Linked DNA regions of Mus musculus: region 1 is linked to region 2. The links are chromatin contacts, called in public Hi-C maps. All regions are on one chromosome and are shown on one strand. Each heading gives the region's core, a stretch centred on a gene start, on an enhancer-like site or on the middle of the called end of the contact. The rest is flanking DNA. Distances are from core to core; before and after follow the strand shown. Region 1 has its middle 170 kb from the start of Gm30633. Region 2 overlaps Zmat4 (zinc finger, matrin type 4).

What was found. A called contact is a pair of places that touch in the nucleus more often than the background predicts.
Region 1: a Hi-C map of cerebral cortex shows a contact between it and region 2, with 4 times the contacts expected there. The contact joins two enhancer-like sites. A contact is called at or near these places in 2 of 484 Hi-C or Micro-C datasets (cerebral cortex and cortical neurons).

The regions. Positions count from the first base shown.
Region 1 is chr8:24,214,808-24,218,264 of GRCm38.p6, reverse strand. No RefSeq gene overlaps it. Among named protein-coding and RNA genes, the nearest start is that of Gm30633, 170 kb to the left of the region's middle. Within about 2 kb of position 1,409, at least 27 of the 459 cell types and tissues checked have an H3K27ac peak or open chromatin away from gene starts, as enhancers often do. A contact at or near this core is called in cerebral cortex, where this site is marked.
Region 2 is chr8:23,815,363-23,818,411 of GRCm38.p6, reverse strand. The region is part of intron 3 of Zmat4 (zinc finger, matrin type 4); the gene reads right to left. Among named protein-coding and RNA genes, the nearest start is that of Zmat4, 150 kb to the right of the region's middle. Within about 2 kb of position 1,376, at least 10 of the 459 cell types and tissues checked have an H3K27ac peak or open chromatin away from gene starts, as enhancers often do. A contact at or near this core is called in cerebral cortex, where this site is marked.

The DNA of each region.
Region 1 (3,457 bases), core at 160-2,659, 400 kb before region 2:
CGTCCTTCTTTTCAAGCCTGTCGTAGATGTTGACTCCTGTGTCTCAAGGTGACCCCAGTGCACACCGTGAAGGCGAACATACTCAAATCTGCGTACAAATTCATATTATTTTCTCCTGAGGAAGACTAATTCTAGCTTCCTCACAGATTAACCAAACAATGGCCTGAGAGATGATCCATTCAGTACTGCCCGACTTTAGAACTCACCAGAGATGTTTTGTGTGTCTCCCAGCCATCCCAGAATATTCAAATTGCTCCTCAGTTTAAATTAACAGACACGGCTTCCAGCAGTCACTCTCCTTGAAGAAGACTGACTCCATGACACTCGGGCAAGGACCTGGTGAAACAATAGGCCCGGCGTGGACAAGACAGACATGGTACACTCTGAGGGCAAGCTGGGGCACTCTTGAATGTCCCTTTCCTCAGGCTGAGGACATGAGGACATTGGTTGAGTTTGTTAAACACAGCAGCAAATGAGCTCGTTTGACTATTTTTGAAAGGTCAAAACGTATGAACCAAATATTGCACATGGATGTTCTGGTTCGTCCATGACCTTTGCCCCCTCGTGTTAAATGTCCAGGATGATGCTCAACGTGTAGCTCTGTGTGTAAGTCAGGTTTTAGTTACTATAAGAAATGACCGAGACCATCACCTTATAAAGAGAAAAGGTTCTCTGTTTAGAGGTTCAACCTTCTAAAGAGTTCAGAGGTTAACCCATGCTTTGGGGCTGTGTAGAAGTGGTTGATCAAGGCAGGTGCACACACTGGAGAAACCCCCTCTCATCTCTTGGCCAGGAAGAAGAGACAACATGAAGAGGGAGTCAGGGTGTGCTATTCCCCTCAAGGTCGACCATACCTTCAGTGATCCAAAGACTGTCCACCCATCATTAACATCAAATATCTCTACCACCTCCTGGTCTACCAGCTTGGGGACTAAGCCTTGGGCACTCAGGACTTTGGGGAACATACAAGATCTAACCCGTGGCAGACTTCAAGTCTTCAAACAGCCAGGTCTGTGAGGGAAGGTCACCAACTGTTTCCACCTCGATCTGCCAAAACTTCTTCATAATCTTAGAGTGACAAGGGAAAAATCAATGTGAGTGGGTGGTAAGAAGTTAGAGGTGGAGGCAGAAGTGTTGCTTCTGGTGCTACCTAGCCTTATATCACAGTTCAGTGAAATCCACGGCTACGTTCTCTCTCCTGTGTCATTTCTATATAGGTTATGAGCCAAAATACGTGCGCGTGTGCGCGGGCACACACACACACACACACACACACACACACACACACTCACCAAGAAGATAGCTGTGACTCTGGTTACAAATGTACTGTGAGCTTTCCTCCCCTCTGTGCAGATGACTATGTATTTTAAACCCCTCCAGTGAGCTATGTTTGGCTTTAAAAAGCTGGTGCTCCAAAAATAAGGCCTGGGCTGACTCACAAGTCCTGTACCCAGAAAAGAGGTGGTTGAGAAGGGGGGTGGTGGTGGCTGAATACAGTGGGAGCCCTGACCCAGGCCTGGCAGTTAAGGGCCTCAAGCTGGAGCCAGCCTTTGATATAGTTCTGTTGAAACACAGCCAGGTTCATCACGTAGGGACTCTCTAAGATAGATTTTTGGGGCTAACATGGCAGCAATTCAGACTGTGTTTAGCCTAAAATGATCAAATTTTATTATGTAACCCTCAGAGTTTGATTATATCTCTTTGCTCTCCTGACATGGGAACATATTTGTGTGTGTGTGTGTGTGTGTGTGTGTGTGTGTGTGTACATGAACTCATTTTAGTACCTTATGATGTAGTTTATAGTTTATGATTTTATTTCCAATTGCCTGATAAGGAAATAACTTCAGACAGACTATATAAGTATATGACCTTTCCATCCCTTGAACCTGTCCAGGATAAACTGGAATTCATAATCCCCAGGGCTTGTCCCTTCAGTTGAAGTTCTTAGACCTGCCTCTGTTGGTCTAGTACTATCCCAAGCCAGAGTTAAAGACCTCTAGAGAGAGAGTAAATCTGAACACATCTCTTGCTTCTGGGGAGGGGGTGTGTGGATCTGAGCTCCCCATTTGTAATATAAATGAGATGCTCTCATTTTAAAAACAGAATCCAAATCATTAACAACTTGAACTTACCACAACGTGTTTCAGTTACTACTGCTTCCCAATACTGCCATATATCCTTATATTAAAACTCCTCTGTGACCCCAGAGAGCCCGGGCAATACACCCTCTTAAAGATACGTGATAGATATGATCTTTAAAGATCATAAGGAGATGGCAGGCTGTCCGGGGGAGGGAAGGCTGCCTCATTCTCTGCTGCTTCTAGCTCTGTTTGTGTCTTTGCGGTTTCCCGGGTTGCCTCACATTGCAGCTGTGTGCTGCTAGGTCCAAACACTTGCTGAAAATCAAAATGCAAGTTTGCTCAGAATCTGGAGGGGGCTTGTGTCTATAAAATAAGGACAAAGAGAAGGCACTTACTTAGTTGGAGAAGACTCTTTTCTTTTTTCTCCCTGTTAATGGAGTGTGCTATTTTTAACTTCCCATCAGCCTGCAAGCGCATGTGCAGTAACTGGCCCAAACACATTTGAATGATGTCTCTGCGTCCCTCTGTGACATGGTGCAGAACCACAGCTCTGCACTTTGCATTTTTATTGTGATGAAGATATTTTATGACAGCATTTGAATCTTAACAAAGATGCCTGAAAATAAGTCATTTCTAGATGACTCGATGAAAGGAAGGTGACCCAGAATAACCTCCTTTCTGGTAACGGGCTGGACTAGGTCTGGGCTCCATGGCAGTGAGGCTAGTGGCTGCCACATTTGGAGCCTGGAGGTATTCACTCTTATCTGTCCTGTGATGCCTGCAACTCTGAGATCCAACCCAGTTCTCTGTAATCTTTTGTCTCTTTCTCCTTTCCTACCCCTGTTGTATCTATTGTCTGTGTCTTGTGTCTATTCATGTGCACATGTACACACACACACACACACACACACACACACACACACACACACCTGCATACTCCAAATTCCAGCCAACAGAAACATAGTTATAAAGATAATTGGAGGACCTGAAACTCTCAGAGAGAGGATTGTGTTGGAATCCAGAGACTCTAGAGGAGGAAACAACCCACAACTTTATGACCAGAGAGCATCTGGATGAAGATGGTCTTACTAGGGGAAGCTAGGTTCATGCCAAGACTTCCTGTAGCCACTGGACCAGAAGAGGGGTTGCTTGGAAGGAGCAGATGCCAACACATTTCCATAGACTTCCCAAACAGAGGGAAGAGAGGTCCCTTGACTTCTATCCCATCCTTCTGTGGTTCATTCTCTAATCAATGACTCCCAGTAGCTGGAACTCAGCAACCTACCAAAAAACTAGAAGACTTGTCTTTTATGGATGGTCTTGAAACACGGACAATTGAAAGGCTCCAGCTGGGTTGATTTAAGAGACAATAGTCA
Region 2 (3,049 bases), core at 127-2,626:
CTTTGAAGGAAAATGGAGGAATTTGACCAAGGTCATCCAGCTAGCAGGAGCTAGAAGAAAGATTTGACCCCAGGGGTAGTTCCCGAAGTGTGTTCCTTCCCTTCTGTGACACTGAACTGGTGGGAGATGAGCACTCTCAACAGGTCTACAAAGACACCAGCTGTAATAGTGACCAAGGAAAACCCAGCGAGGACAACCCCTTGCTGAGCACACTTACCACATCCAGATCTGAGTCCTAAGCCCTGGAGGCACCACTGTGAAGAGTGGTCTGCAGGTTCCCTGCTCCTCTGTGTACAGAGGCTGCGCCAGGAAGGAGAAAACAGTTCCCCTTTAAAATGAAGCAGTTGTACACATTGGATGCAGCCACCGGAAGTAGCATGATGCAAAGATTCAGATGACCTTAGTGCTGCCATTTAGTTTACATAATTACTATTGTGAGTGTATGAGACAGAGGGAAGGGGAGGAGGGAATCCACAGGTCACGTGCTGTGCATGTGGCACTGAGGACAATTCTGTGGTGCCGATTCTCCCCTTCCAGGGACTGGACTCAAGTCATCAGCCTTACGCAGAGTTTTTTGCCAGCTGAGCTCCCTCCACATTCCTGACCTCAGTTCTGGTTCAATCTCACTCTCTAACGCCCCCTACACTTCTTGCCGGGTCTGTGGAGCTGACGTAATCAGGCTCCCATGAACAACCTTCTGAGGGTTGCGTAAGACTCCATATGCTCACTTCTCCGTGCCGTCTGTGACTGAGGGCAGATGCATAGGAAACGGTTGCCGGGTCCAAGTCCAAGAAGACACTGAACTGCAAAGAAGTAGAACTTGGTTCATCTCCCCTCCCTTCTCCACCATGTTAGATGTATTCTCCGGTGTTTGTAAGAAGGAGTTCCCCATTGCCTCGGCATTCCCTGCATCAAATCCACGTCACACAAGTTACAAATGTACCTTGTGTTCTGATACTGCAACCCTTGGGTGACTTTAAGTCAGAGGGTAAAGGTAAGGGGGTGTGGCCGTGTGTTTTTATGTGTGTGTGTCCACACATACATGTGTGTTTCAGTGTGTGCATTTGTGTGTGCATGCATGCTTTTCTGTGTGCATGCATGTATAATTATGTGTATGTGTACACATGCATGTGTGTATGTATACATATGCATGTTTTTGTATGTTTATGTATGTGTACACGTGCATGTGTGTGTATATGCATATCTATGTGTGTGTGTTGTCAACTTAAACCAAGCCAAACAACCACAAGCCAAAACATAATAAAGATGTCTCACATCTGCAAGAATAACAATTCTGAACACAAGGACTGCCCAGGGGTTACTAAAGAGAAGTGGAATGGTCACATGGGTCACCTAATGGGAAGACAGCAAGCATGATTAATGGCATGCTTCCGTGGGGGCAAAGACTCCTTGCACAATGCAATATAGGGCACAGAAAGAAGCAAATGGTACCCTCGCTGACCCTTCTCAGTCCCTTAAGAGACAGACAGACCCAGACGTGTGGGAAACGGTCACAGCAGAAGTCAGAGTAGAATAAAGTGCTACTGAAAAGAAAATAGCTTACTATTTGTATTAGAATTATAGACTTACTGATGATTAACCCAAGAAATCTCTCAGGGAACAATTCAGATGGGACAGAGAAAGCTGAAGAGAGCGGGCAGGCACATGTGCGGGGACTCATCAAGTTGTATCTAGGGATCCAAAATCCCGCCTATGACAGCATGCCGCCCTCCAAGAAAAGCCAACAAACAAAACTCATGTCTCAGAAAAGAACTGAGAGAATAATTACCACATAACAAAAGCCATTTTTCAGTTTGTTGTCACCGGAATTCTTTTATGCAAAAAGCCCCGAACAAAAATACACTTTGATTCATTTTCAAGGGTACATTCACACACAAAGGCAGACATGTGGTAGTGGCTGTGACCTGCATGACTTTAAACCATCAAGCTTGGAAATCTACCCACCCCTCCTCACTGGGCAGGAGCAGACATTTCTGCAGAACACTACTAGAATTTCATGGAGTGCTCTAGAAAGACAGCTCTCTGACTGCAATCACACTTCCTGTGGAGAGGCCTGATTTACAGAAGAAAACAGTTCTGACTTCTAGAGACAGCCAACCAAAGTACAGGGGGCCGATGAGGCAGAACATGGATTCCTAGATCCCAAGAAACTACCCAAGATTCATCTGTGATACCAGAGTACATCTTTGGGTCCAGTTATTAAAGGGGCCATGTGTTAGTTTTATGTCAATTTGACATGTTAGAGTCATCACAGAAAGAAGAATCTCAGATGAGACCAAGCCTCTATAAGATTAGACTGTAGGCAAGCCTGTAAGGCACTTTTTCAATTAGTGATTGATTGGGGCGGGGGTGGGGAGACCCAGCCCATTGTGAGTGGTATGCCCCTAGGTTTGTGGTCCTGGTTTATCTAAGAAAGCAGGCTGAACAAGTTGATAGGACAAGCCAGCAAGCATCAGCCCTCCATGGCCTCTGCATCAGCTCCTGCCTCCAGGTTCCTGACCTGCTTGAGTTCCTGCCCTCACTGCTTTTGATGATGAACTCTTGCATGGAGCTGTGAGTGAAACCAACCTTTTCGTCCCTGAGTCCCTTTTGGTCATGGTGTTTTATCACAGCAATTGCAACCCTAACACAGACTAATTCTTACATAAACAGTGTCCATGGCACAAAGCTCTCTCAAACAAATCCAATTTCACAAAATATTCTTTTTAACAAAGGTAATTTGATGGTGTATAGTTCAAATCTAAATCCAAAGGTATGCCATTGCTAAGACTCTGTACAAATGACAATCTTTCAGTTAACATTATTGATTGTAATTGTAACTATTTTCAAGAAAAAGCAATGGGTCACTGTCCTATAGCAATATGACCAATCATGCAAGGAAGCCCTCTATGGGAAAGGATCAGATCCAAAGATGAATAAGCCTAGCCCCTGCTTCATAGGGTCTAACACTGAGCACTCCAGTTCCCATCATTGCTTAGTTCCCAAGGCCACATCTGAGCTGAGCCTTCAAATTACTTCAAAGTATTTC